Regions from separate parts of the Danio rerio genome. Here region 2 is linked to region 1. The links are chromatin contacts, called in public Hi-C maps. All regions are on one chromosome and are shown on one strand. Each heading gives the region's core, a stretch centred on a gene start, on an enhancer-like site or on the middle of the called end of the contact. The rest is flanking DNA. Distances are from core to core; before and after follow the strand shown. Region 1 holds the start of cpne7 (copine VII). Region 2 has its middle 13 kb from the start of cyb5b.

The links. Hi-C and Micro-C count contacts between places; a contact is called where the count stands out from the background.
Region 2: a Hi-C map of embryo shows a contact between it and region 1, with 3 times the contacts expected there. The contact joins the enhancer-like site here to the promoter of cpne7 in region 1. A contact is called at or near these places in 4 of 18 Hi-C or Micro-C datasets (caudal fin, embryo and an unstated tissue) and 2 of 4 datasets of contacts at active chromatin or transcription factors (caudal fin and embryo).

What each region holds. Positions count from the first base shown.
Region 1 is chr7:72,925,919-72,928,740 of GRCz12tu, forward strand. cpne7 (copine VII) reads left to right here and starts at 1,484. Exons shown (of 18, transcript XR_012382847.1): 1 at 1,484-1,603.
Region 2 is chr7:73,162,642-73,165,463 of GRCz12tu, forward strand. No RefSeq gene overlaps it. Among named protein-coding and RNA genes, the nearest start is that of cyb5b, 13 kb to the right of the region's middle. Within about 2 kb of position 1,375, at least 7 of the 62 cell types and tissues checked have an H3K27ac peak or open chromatin away from gene starts, as enhancers often do.

The DNA.
Region 1 (2,822 bases), core at 234-2,733:
ATTCCAAAAAACCAAGGCAAGTGTCTAATTATTTGTTCATTCATTCATTCATTTTCATTTTCGGCTTAGTCTCTTATTAGTCCCTAATTATTATTATTCTATTTACTTAAATGTATTTGTTCTATGGACTAATTTGCATGAATCAACTGTTTGTGACCCTGGACCACAAAACCAATCTTATGTTGCACAAGTACGTTTACAATATGTTGCATGAGTCAAAATTGTTAAATTTTCAACTTTTGTAAAATTTCACCTTCCATTTAGTAAATTTCCTTTTGTAAATACATGTAGAGTGCAGAAGTTTGCCCTGCGCGCTTGCGGTTTTTAAAGAAACTTATTTGGCGCATCAATTTTGTCAATGCTAATATTCAAAAAGGTAATGATTCGCACTCATCAATTGCTTCGTACTGTTTTTCTTTTTACATTCTTCGGGTGATTTAAAGACACAAACGTTTTGGCACAATGCCTTCCTCAGTGTGTGAAATATATGTAAATATATCAAAACGTATTTTTTTAAACAAAAATATACATTTCTAAGACCTTATTTGGACAACTTTAAAGGCAATTTTCGAATATTTAGATTTTCTTTAAAATCTTGAACAAATATTGTTCAGTCTCAACAAACCAAACATCAATGGAAAGCTTATTTATTCAGATGTTGTAAGTATCAATTTCCAAAAATGGACTGTTTTTTGTTGGTATTGGTGGTTTATATGGACTCTCCATAGACATAATGTATTTTATATGGAAAAAAATGCTAATTATATGTCCCTACCCCTAAATCTAGCCCTCATATTAAAAAACGGTGGCAAAAAAATAGTCAAAAGACCACATAAAATATAATTTTGAAGCGTTTGAATTAGAAGGACACCAGCAATGTCCTCGTAAACCACTGTAATACAGTACAACTATCACTAAGAGAAGAGCAACAGCAGGTAAGAGCACTGCTCTCTTATTTACTCAGATTTTGTTTGCGGTTTGTCATCAAGAAATGTATATTAGCGTTATTTACATATTAGTAGGCTGTAATTAGCTATCATATGCAATGTTGTTAGTGATGGTTACGGTGTTTACATAGCCTATGTGACATTATACTAGTACACACACACACACACAAAGTTGAATTTAGTGGAGACAAGAATCCAAAATCCTCTTAAATCTCAGTTCATTTAATTCCATTGAAAGTCCATGAATGTTATCATATCCATAACTCACGAAGGGTAAACGTCAACACGTCATGGTTATGGTATAATCTGTATTGTATTGTAGACATTAAGGGCTAATCTCTAAACTGCTAAATGTGTTAGCAATAACCCAGATTATTCATGATTTAATTAACCCATTATATCCCTATCATTTACCTTAAAATGGCACTTTAAAAAAACATTCATTCAACCTGGATATGTGTTTTCTTATCGAAACTGACGTCAAGCAAAGTCTTTTCTCTTGCCAAGGCTGTTCGGATAAAGAAGCTGTAAAATTCACTCCAATGTAGCTCTTCAACGTAACATGACGGCAAAGCAGAACTAGCGCTCGGTGGGCTTGAGTCACACACACATACACACACACACACATACTGAGAGAAGAGCAGCAGCAACAGCAGGTAAGAACACTGCTCTCTTATTTACTCACTAGATTATGTTCGCTGTTTGTCATCAAGAAATGTATATTAGTGTTATTAATATATTAGTAGGCTGTTATTAGCTATCAAATGCGATGTTGTTAGTGATGGTTAGGGTGTTTACATAGCCTATGTGACATTTATAACTTGACGGTGATAACAAATCTTTACGGAAAATTAAATAACTATGCTTAAATCGACATCTACGTTCACAAGTGTTTTGGTAACCGAATAATAAAGTAGACTGTGGGATAAATTCTAAAAATACAGTCGGTGTTATGTCACCCGCTAGAGAAATGAAGTTAGCTGGACTGAAGTATAATCTGGTAAGACTCACTTCATATTGTTATGTTGTCATTTTATAGCTATACACCGTTTAAAATGGGTTATTTGCGTTATGAAGAGAAAAGTTTGTTTATTATATTAAACGTTAGGCTATCCGCGTCTCATAAGCGCCAATTAAAGGATCAGGCGATTAATCTTTACGTTGTGTCGAATAGCTTTCATGTTTTTAAGTTCAAATGTCAGTGAAATCAAATATATGTAACGTGAGATAAATCATTTACCGTGTTGTAATTTCCGTGCTTCAATGGCTTGATTGGTTCTTGAAGTAAAGTGGATATAGGGATGTGAGAGGAGCTGTCCATGATCTGCGCTGCTGAACCAAGCGCGTTCCCGGCTGAATGATGGCATGCCTACTGTATTCACTAGTCGCGAATGGTAATTTCGTCCGATAGACGTTAATGGCAGTGCATAAAATGCACACTTAAATGTTATTTGGTAATGTGAACCAAATGGTGCGAATTACAGTTGGTTGTTTGGCGCGAACATCGAAATAAGTCAAAACAAAAGGTTGGTCGGGACTCAAAATTGCTACTGAGTTTAATAACAAACTTGGATGGCAAGTAGTTAACCTTTTTGAACTGTCACTGGCGAAGAGAAATCAAATTCAAAACCATTTAGCTAGCCTTAAATGGAAAAAAAACGGAAGGGCTACAACTGTTATGAGACCCAAAGAGCTATTCTGTAATGTTATGTCAATAGTACAGTGCAAGTCAATCAAAAGTAATTCAACCTATAGCATAATAACCAGATCAATATAGTCTCAAATATAGGCTACTTTATAATAAAACTATCTTAACACTGATTTTTATCACCTCATCATGATGCCTATGATTTGCAGAGCTGGTGCAAACACATC
Region 2 (2,822 bases), core at 125-2,624, 240 kb after region 1:
GTTGGAGCGACAGATTTGGGAAATGGCAAATTAACAAACTATGTTTGGACAGAACTTGCGCCCTTAGTTGGCTAATGATGGTTTTGGGAAACGCACCCCTGGCTGGTCAAGTTGGTTTTAGCTGGTCATCTACCAATTAGACCAGCAATGATCAGGCTGGAAATGGCTGGAAGGTTTTGCTTGGCCCACATGCCGCAGTGAATTACGGTACATGACTGGATCAAATCTGGCTTCCAGACAAGGGCCAAACACAGACCATATCTGGGCCAAGTCTCAGCCAAGTTAATAACTCATAACTGGGCCTGAACTGGGCCAGCTAGGTTGGTGTGTTACGATTGCAATGAAATTGATAAACCCATGAAGCGTTGCACTTTACTACGGGCTCTACGGGCATGCTTTTTATCGAAGTGACCTGATTGGTAGATTTTTTTTTTTTACTCCAAAATTGTTATAATGTATTTTAAATGTGGGTCGAGACTGGTCAAACTCACATGGCCCACATATCATTTGTTTAAATCTGGGCCAAATAGCTACTTCGTTTTACATTTGGCCCAAATCTTGTGTGCCGCCTTAAAGACAGTGCCACCTCTGCCAAACCCGGGCCATGTTTGGCCCACATGCTGTATGTCAGTGCCGGATGAATCCCTGCTGTGCCAGCTTTATGCAAAATCTGGGCCAGAATTCTTTGCCACTAGGGCAGTCTGGAAATGGTCAAAAACCCTCCAAAACGAGGCTCAGCAGGAGAGCAATAACCAATACACCTGACCAACACATTCAGAGACTAAATATTAGTCACTAGTATCATTATTTAATTTTTTATTTAATAGTTCACCCCCAAAAATTATTATTTATTATTTACACTTGTTCCTAACTAAATATGATATTTTGATGAATGCCATAAACCAGTAGCCATTGCTATCTGTTTTTCTTATGATACTGGAAGTCAATGGTTAGGCTATACCCGTTTTCCTGCTTTCTTTAAAATGTCATCTTTTGTGTTCAACAGAATAAAGAAACTCATAAAGGTTTGGAACCACTTGGGGTGAGTAAATAGAGTAAATGTTCATTTGTTAGCGAACTATCGCTTTAAAATCACTGTTTATGTTTTACCGGCTGAAACAGTCATAGTGACATCTAGTGGAACAAGCGCGTCATCGCACAAACGGGTTACTGGTTGCACAGTAGAAATGATATTAATCATAAGAGACACGATTCATTTATTCCACATGTAAATGTGACTAATCATTCAACAAGGAGGTTAATGAGATGAGGTGAGCAGAATTTAGCTATAGTTATGTGATCCCAGCACATCCACGAGGAGACCTTGAATGTAAAACTAATTAGAGATACGACTGACGATTTTGTTTTTATAATACCAGTCATATTTCTCAGAAGTGCCATTCATTTTTCAAATAAACCAGTGTGTGTCCATCAGTATAAAGCCTGAAGAGATTTTAGCCTCTTAGCAACATTATGGTTTTAACTTCTGTGGCATTTACTGAGAATTTTCCCAAGGTTATCATTCTGATCTATCATACTCAATAGCACCATTCAATCACAGCAGAACAAACAAAACATGGACAGCCTAGAAAACCTAGAGATTCATTTAACCAAGCTCTCTGCTACAAAAGATGTTTTAAGCGTTTGGTATGTTAAAGAGCGTGGGTGGACTTAATTATCAACGCTGTCACGCCTCTGCAGTGAGCTTTGACCTTGGCTGTTTTTGTCAGGCTTGTGTTCATAGGATGTTCTCTGACCCGTCAGGATGTGTAGATGATGATCCGTTGCTGTGGTGACATATCCAGTCTCCTGAAGAGTCATATGCCACATTTTTGAGATGAGATTTCCCCGTTTGTACAGCGTTCAATAAAACCTGTAACCTCTCTCACATCTTACACACTCTGCTGACTATGAGGCACAGATGGTGGTGGAAATGGAGAGGATTAAAACGATCAGTTTTAAAAAATGCATCAGACAATGACATACTTGGTAACACAATAATGGATTTGTTAGTTATTATATTTACTAACATGAACAAAGAATTAGTAATTCATTTATTATTAATTCATCTTTATGTTAAATTAGTTCATGTTAACTCACTGTGCATTAACTAATGTTAACAAGCACGACTTTTAGATTTTAATAATGCAGTAGTAAATGTAGAACTCTGATAATTTAATGCTTTACAAAATAATAATAATAATAATACTGCGGGTTTAAAATGCAATGATTTTCATGCTCTGCTCCACTGTTGGTCAGATTGCCCAGTCTGTTGTGATTGGTTTGTCACTTACAGTGTGTCAAAATCACAGCGCCCATTACCATATCAGAATTTGACCTCTAGTCTAGAGGCTTCCGTCGTCTGTTCTTGTAAACACAGTTATCAGTTCAGTTCAAGTGGAGTCCTTGTCTTTGGGAGTGCATGAAAAGTCGATTAGCCTTTGTATAGTGCAGAAAACAATGTCTTGCTGACAACATGAGTATGTCCTCAGGTTCAACTATGTGTTTGAGGGTCAAACTTGACATTTTAGACACTTAGCAATTCGTTTCATCTTAATTTCTGTAGCGCTTTTACGATGTAGATTGTGTCAAAGCAGCTTAACATAGAAGATCCAGTACATTGAAACTGCCCTCAAAAAATTGATTTCTGCAGCTTGTTCAAACTACCTGTATAAATAAGCTGAAACAACACAATTTTTTTATTTAGTTGGCCAATTTATTTGTTTTATGTTCAGTCCACTTAAATTTGTAAACCATTAAGGTAACGTGAGCGTTTTGTGTTGGGACGACATAAAGGATTTGTGTTTGTCCAAGCCACAGCC